Regions from separate parts of the Mus musculus genome. Here region 1 is linked to region 2. The links are chromatin contacts, called in public HiChIP or PLAC-seq maps. All regions are on one chromosome and are shown on one strand. The core of a region is the stretch at or near the end of the contact, and the rest is flanking DNA. Distances in the headings are between cores, read along the strand shown.

Region 1 (3,044 bases), core at 359-2,858, 34 kb before region 2:
ACTTCTTATGCGTGATGGTCTACAGCCTTCATCCCGCCTTCATCTCAACCCTTTGAAGAAGCTGGCCTTGTAAAGGCCATGGCACAAGTGAAGATGTTGCTTAGTCTTATGACTTGCAGGAATCTCCTAAGAAGCATGATCTGTAATCCCCCTGTCACAGCATCAGAGGCAGAGCCAAATGTTAGCATCATGAGAGTGTCACTCCTGCATGGAATATTGAGAAAGCAAGCATTGAAACAAGAATTCCATCTAGTGCTCTCATCTGTCTGCCTGTCGTCTGTCTGTCTATCGTCTGAGTGCACATGGGCATGTTTTCTTTCGTCCTTCTTCCTTCTGTGGCAGCAGCTAGAAGATATCCATCAGAGGGCCAATTCCCTGACTGTGGTCTTCATAGCCCACAGAGCAGTGGTTCTCAACCTTCCCAATGCTGTGACCCTTTTCGTACAGTTCTTTGTGTTCTGGTGACCCACAACCATAAATGATTTTTTGTTGCTATTTCATAGCTGTAGTTTTTCTTCTGTGATGAATCACAATGTAAATATCTGATATACAGGATATCTGACATGAGACCCTCCAAAGGGGTCTCTACCCACAGGATGAGAACCCCTGCTCTAGACCCATAAGCCAAGTCAACTTTCGTCTGGCAATGCTGAAGATGATACTTTCATACACACTGTGCTAAGGTCCCATCTACATCCCTGAGTTTCTTCAGACTAGCCTTCAGGGTGGAGCCTCAAACTCATCATCCTCCTGCCTCTACTCCTGATTGCCAAGATTATGGCTGCCACCACAAAGGCTCCAAACAAACGTCCCTATTTATGAATCAGCCAATCTGCAGGATTCTGCACAGCAGCACATAATGGACTAAGCTCAAGGCTGGAGCATCTCACATAATAAGTCTCTGCGTTTGGGTCCACAATGTGCCCTCTCTCCTGTGGCAACAAAATGTGAGGGTTTTGGCTCCTTCTAAATTTTTTCACTTGTAATCCAGACCACACCACGTCCCTGGGGGCTGAGCAAGCTGCTCGGTTTCCCAGGAAACCACTCTGAGTCTTGAAGACTTATTAAGCACTCCACAAACTTGAGGGAGTGTTTTCATACTGATGCTGCTAGAACTAGATTCCCCAGGGAGGTAGTGAGCTCTCCGTCCCTGCAGGTGTACAAGCCAAAGCCAAGCAAAGAATTTGGAGAGAATGCTGCAAACAAGATTCCAACATCAGAAAAGATGAGCTAACCACCCTCCCCCACCCTCCCCAAACAAACAAATAGCGGTAGTTTAGAGCCAAGTGGGCTGTTCTCAGATTCCCTGATCTGCTGAGCCGCCTTGGGTAAGTTACTCAATTGCTCGTTACTCAAATTTAAGCTATTAATAGTGCTTTGCTCACTGCGTTACTGAAGGATTACATCATAAATTAATATGTGTGAAACATTTTAGCAAAATGCCCGGCACGTGGTAAATCTATACCTGCTGGTTACTGCTGTCAGACTCTTCATTTTAATGTTGGAGTTAAAATGTTGTGTTGAAAATTTCACTCGATGCTGTGTGAGAAGTAGACAAAGACCAGCTGCCCTGCCTAGTGGTGCAGGGATAGAATTACTTGGAGCCCTATGGACTCTGTCCCCTTCCTATATCAAGGGTCAGTGTGAGGACAGTGCATTTCAGATACTGTCTTGAGGTGTCACACGTGCCTAGTTATCCAAACCCAGTCTTCTCAGATCTTCAGTTGAACAGGTGGGGAAACTGAGGCATCGAAAGGAATGGGAGCTTGCTGATCACCAGAAGTGAGGAGGCAAGCTCTTTTTAGGGGACAGAAGAGCCTCCTAGTCACCCTTCCAGAAAATACCTCCCTCCCTCCCTCCCATTGCTCCTCCTAGGACTCTGTGGGCATTAGCCCAGAGGGACCCCCTCCCCAAGGCTTGGCCTATCACCACAGGAAGTAGGCTGTGAAAGAAAAAAAGTCTCAGAAGGAAGTGTCAGGAGAGAATGAATATAGGGAGAAGGAGCCAGGAACCAGACATAGGAAGGAGGTGTCTGAGCAGAGAGACCTCAGCCCATGAGGGAGAGGCCTCCAGCTTTATCAGGGCCTCCCCTCCTCCCAGTCCTCTACAGTAGGGTTCAAACCAGAGGCGGAGGCTATACCTGAGGCATTTCAGACCACTGGTGGGGCCAGACTCTTCCCCTATCAAGGGAGTACCTAGCTGCCAATGGGGCTTGTCTGAAGCCACCAACAGGTCAGGCAGAGCTGGGCCATGCCTTAGGACACTAGGCCTTGTTTCTAGCCACAGGAAAAAAACTCACATTGGGGACCACAATCACAATAACAATTGTGATCTTTCTCTATAACCTCATCACCGTGGTGGTTGAAGTCACAAAGAGATAACAATAGTGATTGCATCGACTTTTCTTTGATGTTCAAAACAGGTCAGACATGATTCAACTTTCTTTCTGGAACCTTTTCTTTTTCATTTTTTTTTTCTTATTTTCATCCTGGTAAACACCTCCATTGGGGAACAACAATTCTCCATTTTACAGTGAAGCAAGTAGAGACACAGAGAGGATACAGGAGCTGAGACACCACAGCTGGCACTTGGCAGAGTGGGACTGTAGCCTACACAGCTCATGTCTTGATCATATGTTATTAGAGGTAGGTGGGTTTTCTTTACAGAAGTGTAAATTATCAGCATTCATAGACAAAGAAGATTTGCACGTCCAGGGAGTTACCATGTGTGCACAGCTGCCTTCCCATAGCTAAAAGCTCCTGTTTTAGTGGTTTCAGAGAAACAGCATTCATTTTCCCTCTGACTAGGCGTGGTACATGGCATGGATCTAGCCAGTAAGATTTATGTATAGTCGGGTGTTACTGTGAGTTACAAAGCTCCTTCAGCAACATTTATTTCCCCTCTATTTCCTGCACAGAAAAGGGGTGCATTTCCTGAGACCCATCCCCCAAGCCATTTTATAACTGCAAAGCACCAAGAATGAAGATAGCAAGTTACCTGTTAGACATAGAACAGATGGCAAACAGAGCCTCGGTCCCCAGTGA
Region 2 (3,142 bases), core at 488-2,987:
TTGTAGACCAGGCTGGCCTCGAACTCAGAAATCTGCCTGCCTCTGCCTCCCAAGTACTGGGCTTAGGCGTGTGCCACCACACCCAGCTAATTTTGGAGGAGGGTTTTCACAAGGCTTTAGTGGACACCATGGTCCTATCAGACACAATTTAAAGAGCTGGAGACACTGCAGCTCAGCTCAGATGCTAGAACCAAGTTTTCTTTCTTGCCCAGGCCCCCGAACTCCGTATTCTCTTCCCTTCAGCCACCTCTTATTCCAACTATAGTGACCCTTTGAGTGTAACAATCAAGCATGGTAGGCCCTACTTGAATCTTGCCTACAGGGGTTCCTATTTGCAGAACCAATTCTCTTGGGCTTCTGGACCACCCTCCCGACGTGCTAGCCACATACTGTTGCCCTTACCTAACCAAGCTGACACACATGTGCACTTGTAACCTACACTCCCTACAAGACCTCCTCTGTTCATTCTTGTCTTCCCCTGCACCTTCTCCCAGTCTGCAAGTGAGTTCTTGTAATCCCCTAGGTCCAAAGAAATACAACTAATCTTCCTGCTAGGGCTGCCCCATGGTCCCTTAAGGATTGCTGCTGCCAAACACTTCTCAAACACTGTCCTTGCCCTTGGTACATGGTAGGCTCTTCTTAAAATGCAGTGCAAATATCAGCTCATGTAACTCTCCCAGTGGCAGTTCTGGGTCGCTGCTTATGTTGGCCTGGTCTGCTTTAAAAAGAGCAGAGACACAGAAACAAGGTCTTTCTCCAAGACTGCAGCTTCTTAGACCAGGAGGAACGATCTAAGGCTTGGAAGCTGGGTCCTGGGTTCAACAGATGCACCCTTCCTGCCTCTCAAAAACAAACAAACAAACAAACAATAAAAGAAGAAAAGAAAGAAAAAAAACTAAAAAATCTCCCAGGCTTTTGGTCATGGGTGCAGAGGACTCTGTGGTGTGTGTGTGCGTGCGCGCGCACCATTGCATAAGGGGCTTTCTACATCATTAGGCAATCATCCTCCACTCCTCTGCCCCTAAACATCCTCTTTATTGAGAGGATGGGCCAGTAGGGCCTGTCTTGCTTCATTATGTCCCTCAACCACCATTGTGAGAAGCAAAATTTGCTATCTCTGAACTTCCAACTCAGAAACTCTCCAGTTAATAAGAGAGGGTCTTGATTCCTCTTCCCTGCCTTGGTGCCCAGCCTTCTGCCGATTAACCAAGCACCTGACCTAGCTCATGGAAATCCAGAGCTAGGGTACATTTTGCATCCAGAGGCTCTGTCCTTTGGGATAGGCTCTCCTGTCCCTCCTCTTCCTCATTAGGGTAACTATTTTGCAGCCCAGGTCTCTCCTAGTACAGTGCTGCCTGGGCCCTCTCCACCTCCAATCTATTCTCCCTGATAGAAGGCCTCTGGTCTGTCTCCTCCCTAGGGCCCAGCCCTGCCCCTCTCCTTTCCCTGCCACAGCATTTTTGCTGCTCCTCTCCCCCAGCGCGTCTTTACCAAGAGGCACTGAAGTCCTTCCTACACACACGCTATTTTTGTACCATCACTCTCTCCTTCCTCTCCCCCTTCCCCCTGCATTTACTTCCTGCTTTTGCTATACCTCGGGGCCAGCTAGGAAAGATTTGGGCCCCTAGGACTCACGCCCACCCGGAGGCCGACCTTCGGCTTTGGGACACACAAGCAGGGCCTCTCGGGGAGGGGCAGAAAGCAAACCTCCCCGCCCCCTCCACTCTCCACCCTTGCAAGCTCCCCTGCCGCGGGCAGCCTCTTGCCCACTGGAGTCTAAGGACTGGCCGGGTGAGAGGCCGAGACCAGGGGGCGATCGGCCGCCACTTCCCCAGTCCACCTTAAGAGGACCAAGTAGCCAGCCCGCCGCGCCGACCTCAGAAAAACAAGTTTGCGCAAAGTGGTGCGCGGCCAGCCTCTGGGCAGAGGGAGCGGTGCTTCCACCGCCTGGCAGCCCTGCGCGCGGCGGCGCAGGTCCGAGCGGCTGGCGGGGACCCGCACGGGCAGAGCGGGCTCGCGCAGAGCCGAGGCGGGCGGCGCAGCTCGCGGGGCGCACTGGGGCGCGGGCGGGAAGGTGCGGGCGCGAGGAGGGGGCGCTCGGCCGGGCCGCCCTCGCGCTGGCCTCGCGACGGCTCCGCACAGCCCGCACTCGCTCTGCGAGCTGTCCCCGCTCGCGCTTGCTCTCCGATCTCCGTCCCCGCTCCCTCTCCCTCTTCCTCTCCCCCTCTTTCCTTCTCCCTCGCTATCCGCTCCCCCGCCCCCGTGCCTCTGGCTCTGCGCCTGGCTCCCTCGGGTCCGCTCCCCTTTCCCGCCGGCCTGGCCCGGCGTCACGCTCCCGGAGTCTCCCCGCTCGGCGGCGTCTCATTGTGGGAGGGGGTCAGATCACCCCGCCGGGCGGTGGCGCTGGGGGGCAGCGGAGGGGGAGGGGCCTTAGTCGTTCGCCCGCGCCGCCCGCCCGCCTGCCGAGCGCGCTCACCGCCGCTCTCCCTCCTTGCTCTGCAGCCGCGGCCCATGGAGCCCGCCGGCCCGGCCCCTGGCCGCCTAGGGCCGCTGCTGCTCTGCCTGCTGCTCTCCGCGTCCTGTTTCTGTACAGGTAAGCACCCTCAGCTCCTACTGCCACCCTCCCCAAGCTGCGGGCTCAGGCCCCGCACACTGTCGCTAAGCTAATGTCGACAAATCCCTGTAACGGGGGTTACAGATGCAGAGTTGAGGCCCAGAGAGGGTCAGCCACTTGCCCAAGGTCACATAGCCTAGGCTAGAAGCCGGGATAGAACTCTTCTTATCCGGATCTGCCTTGTGGACTGTGACTGGGTAGCCCAGCGTTGGGCTGCGGGGTATAGGAATGAGTTGGTTTACCGTACCCTTTGCCAAACCTGAATGGGGAAGCAGACTGGCAATTGCTTTGGGCAATCGGGCTCCTGGTTTCCCCATATGCTCCCTTGCTAGACTTGATTGGAGAGAGGGTCGGGGCAGAGGTTGGGCGCGCTGTTGAGCTGTTGGGATGGGGGAAGAGTGAGCTTTCGCCCTAGTACCAGAGCAAGCAGGGTTAGTGTATGGAGGTAGAGACAGGAAGAGAGGCCGGAGTAATCCACGGACCCTTGGGAGACACAGTGGATTTACCTGTGGTGGGCACAGCCCTCTC

The links. HiChIP or PLAC-seq counts read pairs in DNA pulled down with a chosen protein or histone mark.
Region 1: an H3K4me3 HiChIP or PLAC-seq map of bone marrow-derived macrophages shows a contact between it and region 2, with 4 times the contacts expected there. The contact joins the enhancer-like site here to the promoter of Sirpa in region 2. A contact is called at or near these places in 1 of 39 promoter capture datasets (hippocampal neurons), 15 of 484 Hi-C or Micro-C datasets (adipose-derived mesenchymal stem cells, bone marrow-derived macrophages, cerebral cortex and 10 more), 6 of 115 datasets of contacts at active chromatin or transcription factors (the HPC-7 cell line, bone marrow-derived macrophages, embryonic stem cells and 2 more) and 2 of 9 other capture datasets (adipose tissue and pancreatic islet).

The regions. Positions count from the first base shown.
Region 1 is chr2:129,557,388-129,560,431 of GRCm38.p6, forward strand. No RefSeq gene overlaps it. Among named protein-coding and RNA genes, the nearest start is that of Gm14041, 8.2 kb to the right of the region's middle. Within about 2 kb of position 1,609, at least 33 of the 459 cell types and tissues checked have an H3K27ac peak or open chromatin away from gene starts, as enhancers often do. A contact at or near this core is called in adipose tissue, adipose-derived mesenchymal stem cells, bone marrow-derived macrophages and 3 more, where this site is marked.
Region 2 is chr2:129,591,102-129,594,243 of GRCm38.p6, forward strand. Sirpa (signal-regulatory protein alpha) reads left to right here and starts at 1,738. Exons shown (of 9, transcript NM_001355158.1): 1 at 1,738-1,974; 2 at 2,503-2,593. The coding sequence starts at 2,512.